Regions from separate parts of the Rattus norvegicus genome. Here region 2 is linked to region 1. A link is a contact called in public Hi-C data. All regions are on one chromosome and are shown on one strand. Each heading gives the region's core, a stretch centred on a gene start, on an enhancer-like site or on the middle of the called end of the contact. The rest is flanking DNA. Distances are from core to core; before and after follow the strand shown.

What was found. A called contact is a pair of places that touch in the nucleus more often than the background predicts.
Region 2: a contact with region 1 is called in a Hi-C map of Schwann cells, with 3 times the contacts expected there. The contact joins the promoter of Snx18 here to the enhancer-like site in region 1. A contact is called at or near these places in 3 of 12 Hi-C or Micro-C datasets (Schwann cells, kidney and liver) and 1 of 1 datasets of contacts at active chromatin or transcription factors (oligodendrocytes).

The regions. Positions count from the first base shown.
Region 1 is chr2:46,878,387-46,881,930 of GRCr8, forward strand. No RefSeq gene overlaps it. Among named protein-coding and RNA genes, the nearest start is that of Snx18, 110 kb to the right of the region's middle. Within about 2 kb of position 2,210, at least 45 of the 93 cell types and tissues checked have an H3K27ac peak or open chromatin away from gene starts, as enhancers often do. A contact at or near this core is called in Schwann cells, where this site is marked.
Region 2 is chr2:46,989,174-46,992,774 of GRCr8, forward strand. Snx18 (sorting nexin 18) reads right to left here and starts at 2,343. Exons shown (of 2, transcript NM_001107652.1): 1 at 584-2,343. The coding sequence starts at 2,177.

The DNA of each region.
Region 1 (3,544 bases), core at 960-3,459:
CCTCTATTTCCTAACCACAGATCTATTTCTACTTAGGTCACTCTGATTTAACCTGTGCAGTACATGTCGACGCAGCCACAAGACAGGGTGTATTAATCTCTTCATAGTACAGTAACAAGCAGGAGTCAACTCTCTCAAGACCCATCTTCTAATCACCTCCTAGGAGTTCATCTCCTAATGCCACCATCTCAATTTGTTAAGTTTCAATAGAGGGATTTTAGAGAGATACCAGCATTCAAATCATAGTAATGAAAAATGTGGCTTTCTCATTCACATGACATCCTTGCTTGGGTTTTCAACCATTCTTAGTATTACCCTACAACCTTCAGGACGAAGACTTAGCCTCCAGGCTCAAAATGTAGTCATGTCCTACCTATACTTCCACCAAGTCCAACTGCTTCTTATTTCCAGAATGTTCTGGGACACACACACACACACACACACACACAGTCCTTCCATCCTAGACCTAGATTGTTTTGATCCTCCCACTCTCTAAACCAGTGTGGTCCCCAACCGACTTACTGCTGTGACCCTTTAATACAGTTCCTCATGTTGTGGTGAACCCCAACCATAGAATTATTTCATTGCTACTTCACGACTGTGATCTTGCTACTATTATGAATCATAATGTAAATATATGATATATAGAATGTCCGATATGTAGGACCCCAAAGGGATCAAAACCCACAGATTGAGAATTGCTGCTCTAAATAAACACCTGTATAACTTTCCACATGGAGTTCAAGCATCTCCTCTTAAACTGCTCAGATTAGGGGCTAATGTGGGGGTCTCTGACGCACTCTCCATTCGTAAGGGTCAGCATGCTGAGAACAAATGCCCTCTCCGTCATTTTTAGAAAGGTACTGAACTGGCTGCAACGCTCCTCCAGACAGGAGCTAATGCTTCCTCCTTTGCACCCCTACTATACCTCACGTTCAAGGCAACCACTGGTGGAACTACCTTTAGGTGAAAGAAGGGCAGGGTAAGACTTGAATCCCCGGGCCATTAAGAGCTATACTATCTCTACTGCACTAGGTTTCCATATCACTACCACCCCACATACCCTCCAATTTCAGTTGTCTCTCTCCATATCTCCCTCCCTCCGTCTATCTAATTCCTCATGCTCCCATTGTTGGGGTTTAAATCTCGACTCGCGTCCAGACAGGACACACCAAACCAACATGTTTCCACGTGGAGAGTTTTAATGAGAGAAGAGTAGAAGAGGGGAGGAACAAAGGAAGCCGGCCATGGGCATGTGGAGGAAAGGGGGGGTGGGGTGGGGAGAGAAGGGATAGGGACAAAGAGGGCACAAGAGCAGAGCAGAGCAAAGAGAAAGAGGGAGCAAGAGAGGAGTGAGAAGGAGAGGTGGGGGCAAGCAGCTCCCTTTATAGTCAGGCACAGCTGGCTGTTGACAAGCAACTATGGGGCGGAGCATACCTGGCTGTTGCCAAGTAGTTGTGGGGGTGGAGCTTAGACAGAATACCAACACCCATTCCCACCACCCCCCCAGTCTACCGGAAGAACATGTTCTGTTTCCCCTTCCTATAGAGATTCGTGAGTCCCCTTAGAACCGTCATTGTTACTTAGCCTTTCTGGCTCTTAGGAGCTCAAAAGAGACTAAAGCAGCAATTCTGGAGCCTGAATGTCTACACCAGGTCCTCTGCATATATGTTAAGGTTGTTAGCATGGTGCTTTTGTGGGACTTCTAACAGTGGGAGTGGGGGTGTCTCTGACTCTTCCACCTGCTCCTGGAACCCTTTCCCTTCTACTTGGTTGCCTTGCCCAGCCTTGATATGAGGGTTTGTTCCTAATCTTATCGTATAATTTTATCTCATGCTCAGTTGATATCCCTGGGAGGCCTGTTCTTTTCTGAAAGGAAACAGGAGGAGTGGATCTGGGGGAGAAGGAAGGGAGGGAGGACGTGGAGGAGTGGAGGGAGGAGAAACTGTGGTTCAGATGTATTGAGAAAAATGAAAGAAAAGAAAAAAAAAACAGCTACACTATCTCGTTTCTGCCTTAAAACTGTTAGATCGAACACTGGGTATTTACAAGACGACTACTTAATAAACAAAAGTGTAAATTCACAGTAGTTCCGAGAACTGTACTGTTAAAAATATGAGTATTCTTTGAAGGCATAGTTTATAAACAAGCTGTGTGTCAGGACGTTCACATCTGATGAGGCAAGCTCTGGCTCAGTGAATCAAGTCAGTGACTCCATCGGATGACTCACTGCTCTTGAGACCCTCCTTAAAGGCATCTTCAGGACGATGCTCAGTCTTTTATAATTCTTCCAACCCCTAGTCCCTGCCTGCTAGGGGAAGTAGCAAGCACAGTGTGGAGGCCTCACAGCAGGAGGCTGACTGGAAACAAGTTGTGGTCTTGTTCTTTGTTTAGATTTCTGCTGGGGAAGGGCACTTCCTCTCGCTTTTGTTAGAGCCAAGCATCACATTCTGGATGGTGAGAATTGTGATCAGAGCAGGAAAATGTGAACTGAAGAACTTTTGGGACACACATCTTGGCTGCAGGCAGGGACTGAGGACTTTTTGCTACATTGTTTTCGGCTGCGAGGCCACGAGATGCAGTAGTAGTTGGAAGGCTTTTTTGATTTCTATGTAGTATGTTGTACTTGGCCAGACCCTCCAGTTAGAGCTGCTTGGGTGTCGAATAACTTGTTATGGTCTTTAGAAGAGAGTAAAAAAATTAAAAACTTCAAGCCTCTCCTTCTCGCCCTCCCTCCTCCACCTTCTCTGCCCCACTCCACTTGGGTTATCTCAGGGCAACAAGAAGCAGTGGGCACTGGTTAAGAAACTGACAGAGCACAGGTTTGAAGCAAACAGAGCCTTCTCTGTTTCACTTCTATGACGGTATTCGCCAGCAGGCTGTCTTCATCTATTGTAAAGAAGGAGACGGTTAATCCCTAGAAGAATATTGTACATTTCAGAAGAGCATCCGGGATGGGTAATAAAGATACGATCAAAGATGGGTGAGGGGCATCCCCACATCCCCACACTTCCTGGAGCCAGGAATTCGAGGTTACATAGTAAGTTTGAGGCCAACCCGAACTACATAAGACCCTGTCTCAAACAGCTATTAAAAAAAAAGAGTATTAGAAATTTGACTTCAGTTTAAAACAGTTTCTCTGTGCCCAACACTAACAGATCAAAAAACAAAAACAAAAACAAAAACCCAAAAAACCAAAACCTCCCGATGTTTCAACATGCGCAGTTTGTTTATTATCTCTCCTACATCTTATTTTGGCATTTTCGCTCAAGTACCAAATCCAGTAAATGTTATTTAAACGGAAAGAGGAAAAAAATCATTAATAACTGCCAGAAAACCATTTCCCAGCCAGCCAGCCAACCCACAAGCATCCAAAGATAGGATTTCATTTTTAATCACATAATGAGACAAAGACTATCAAGTGGAAACATAAAGGGATGAAATTTTCATTTATTGTAAACCTCTGTCAGAAAGATTTCCAATGGTGGGTTATTTGATGACAAGACAGTTGCTGATCAAGGATGACATCAGAAGCTAGCGCTGA
Region 2 (3,601 bases), core at 1,093-3,592, 110 kb after region 1:
TTCCTAAAGAACAGTCCAAATGTCAGCTGGTTAATAAACTCCAAACCCAGCCAAAGGAGGTCGGAGATCCTGAAGGTTGGGCCTTTAGGCCGGTTTGCAAGCTGACACAGGAAGTTCCGGTGCTGCCCCAGCATTGTGAACAGGGCTGGCCCAACTCCCCTGCCACAGCAGGGACTGAGGGAAGGCCTGACTTACCTTTATTCCCAGTCATCCATCCATTCTTCCTATTGTCCCTCCTATCTGCCGGCACTGCAGCGTTCAAAGAGATGCCTAGCCTGGCGTGGGTCCCCTACTAATTCTGCCCCAGTCCACGAGCTTACAGATCAAAGCAGCTGATTTCCCTGCCTATTCAAACTCTGAAATAACAACGCGGTCTGACAAACTAGCACTCTGAAGAGTGTGTCAGCCCCTGACTAGAAGGAAATCCAACAACCCACTGAAAACTCGGTAAGGAAAGTCCCAACAGTCACAACCCTAAGGGTCCCCAGACAGGGAGAACGACCAGGAGCCTGAAACCAGAGAGTGGTACGCCTATTAAAGTCACCACCTTCTGACCCCGTGCCACCTGCCCCACAGGCTTTACCTTTCTGAACATGGATGATGTCTGGGAAGTTGGCCAGGTGCCCCTGATACAGTGCTAACAGGTCCATGACTGGGTCCAGGTCCTGCCTGGGCTGCTCAGCGAAGAGTTCACCGATGGCATCATAGGCGTCTCCGGTGAAGGCAATGGCCTGATTCAGACCCACGGAGAAGGCCTGCTGATCCAGCTCAAAGGCTTGGCTGAGGCCCCGAAAGGACTGGCCCACCTTCTGATACTCCTTCTTGAAGCCAGTCACCTGCTTGCGCGCAAACTCGTTGGCAGTGTGGTTGAGCTGCAACGCGCTGTCATCCATCTTCTTGGTGAAGCATTTGAAGCCATCGATCTTGCTTTCCACCTCCTGCAGGTCCAGGGCGGCCGCAGGTGGTGTGCTCAGAGTGAGGAAGAAGTTGGCGCCCACCATCTCATCCTTCTCAGCCTTCCGCTTACCCTGTTTCCAGGCCTTCTCATCAGTGCTGCTGGGGCAGGTCAGGAAATGCTGGAAGACGTCGCACTGGGCCAGCACTGGGTGACTGGCCATGTGGTTCATCCACCAGATCAGACCCTTCCTGCGCTTGGAGATGAAGTCCTCCTCGAAGCGCCCGGTGGCCTGCTTCTCGGGCAGATGGGGCACCGAGATGACCGGGAATTTCTCCGCCAGGCGCGCATACAGCCAGTCGAAGTGCTTATAGCGCCTGTGCACGGGCACCTGGGTATGCGTGGGCACCAGCTTGTAAGAGATGTAGCTCTTCATACCCTTGAACTTGGTCTGCTTGGTGGGATCGTCGATGGTGCACTGGAAGGGGTAGGGGTTCTCCTGCCACTCGGGGCCGTAGGGACCCAGCACCACGCACAGCTTGTCCCCATCCTTCACGAAGCCTGACGCCTCTCCCAGCACGAACGCCTCCCCGCCCGACTTGACGAAGGTGGAGAACCGATTGAGGTTGCGGCTCACCGTGGCGGAGCTCTTGGCTCCAGACGCTTGATGCGGCGGGGGCGCTGAGACGCCACGGGAGCCCAGCGACAGGTCCGAGCGTGTGGACAAGCGGTAGCGGCCGGCCGCGCCGCCGCCCGCTGAGGACGAACCGTCGAGGTCCGGGTACGCACCGCTGCCCAACGCGCCTGGCTCGTCTGCCACTGTGGAGCTGTCGTCCCACTCGTCGTCCCAGTCATCGTCGCTGCCTAGGCTGGCCTGGTAAGCACCGTAGAGCTGCTGGGGCGACGGCTGCGGGGCGCCCCCGCCGTAGGTAAAGCCGGCGCCCGGCGACTGGAAGGAACCGGGCGACGCCTGCGGCTGCAGCAGCGGCTGGAAGGCAGCGGGCGGCGCGGCTGGCAGAGGCTCGAAGCCGCCGGGCGGCACGTTGGCGTAGCGGGCCGGAGCTCCTGGGCCGCCGTCGGCCGGAGGGCCAGGCTCCGGCGCACGGATAACCTGCACGTACGAAGCCGGGAAGAGGCCGCGGTCGCCGCGGCTGTTGATCCCTTCAAGCCAGCCCTCGATGTCCTGCTCGCTGCACAAGCTCAACACCTCGTGCTCCCGCAGGGAGATCTCACCGGGGTTCTCGGACCTAAAGTCGTAGAGCGCCCGGGCGCGTAGCGCCATGGTCTCGAGCCTGGCGCCCCGAGCCCGGGCCGGTCCGAGGGCCCCGCGGTCAGTACCCGCGCCCCTGAGCGCCGAAGGGAGCGAGCCTTGAGGGCAACGCACGGTCTGCTCCCCGTTCCGCTCGTAGCCTCCGTGCAGATCCGCTCTGCTCACCGCAGCGACTGCAGCTTGGGGCCACCGCCGGCCGGGGGCGGGGCCCGGGCCTCCCACGTCCCCAGAGGAGCTAATCCATTGCCGAGATCCGCGTGCCAGACAAGAGCAAGGGATGGCCGAGCAGCCGTGTGTGCGCCGACTGTGCGGCCGCAACTGCCCCCTTGTGGCGGCTATGGAAAAGGAGCGAACTTGAGTGACCACGTGGTGGGTGGGAGGATTTCCAGAAGTAAATTATCTGAAATTGTTTAGATCTTTACGTCATAAAATGGGGGGTGGGGGTTTTTGTTTGTTTGTTTTTTGTGTTTTACGAAAGTGTATTTGTATCTACAATAGCCCGCTGTTCCTTCTCTGACTGCTCAGAGTAAATGCTCCTAAAATGACCTTAACCCCTACGTGTAATAAAGGCTTTCACAAAGAAGATTAGCTGTTGCACTGATAAGTACGCCTTTGCTAGGGTTAATATGTAGTAACTCACAAGATACCCATCTTGTCACTGAAGGTACGGCTCCTTTCCTTCCTGTACTCTCTGATCTTGTTGACAAGGAGTGGAGACTGACCGGAACAAAGTTAGAGTTCGGGAAGAACCTTGTTTGACCAGAGGCAAGGGTGGTGCGGGGAGAAAGGAGCTGAGGAGTTACAAATGAGAGCTCCAGTTTCAGGGAGCCAGGCTGTGTTCTGGCACTGATAGGCTGTATGTCCTTGAGCGAGTCATTTGCACTGTCCTTCCATCCCAAAGTTTGTGGATTCTGTGATAATGTCATTCTTATCTTACAGGCGAAGGAAGTAAAACGCTACTGTACTGAGTAAGCACCGTTCAGTTGTTTGCCATTGCTGTTACTTGGGGAGACACAATCTCTGGCCTCTCTCCTAAAGAGAAACAAGGGTCCTTAGAACTGCAGTTATAGGTGTGGTACACCACAGGGACAGCCCCCATGCTCACAACTTTACACTTCTCCTCGGTCATTGAGGAGGCCTCACTATTTCAATAAATTTGTGTTAAGTAGATCAAAACTGAGAGTTTAACCAACACCAGCATCCTGGGCTTGCCTTGTTTCCGTATATTTTCCTTCAATATGTAATTTGCCCAATGCTTGTTTTCCCGTGCTCTCCTTACTGAGTCTAGCCTAATCCTTTGAAGATACCTCTAACTGCAGTTCTATGGTCACGTGTCATCAATTTCATCCTGCTCTCTGACCCCTTCTATGACAATCTGGCAATCAGACCAGAAGAATATTTCATTGCACTATCCTAAGCACTGTGGTTATCAAAGC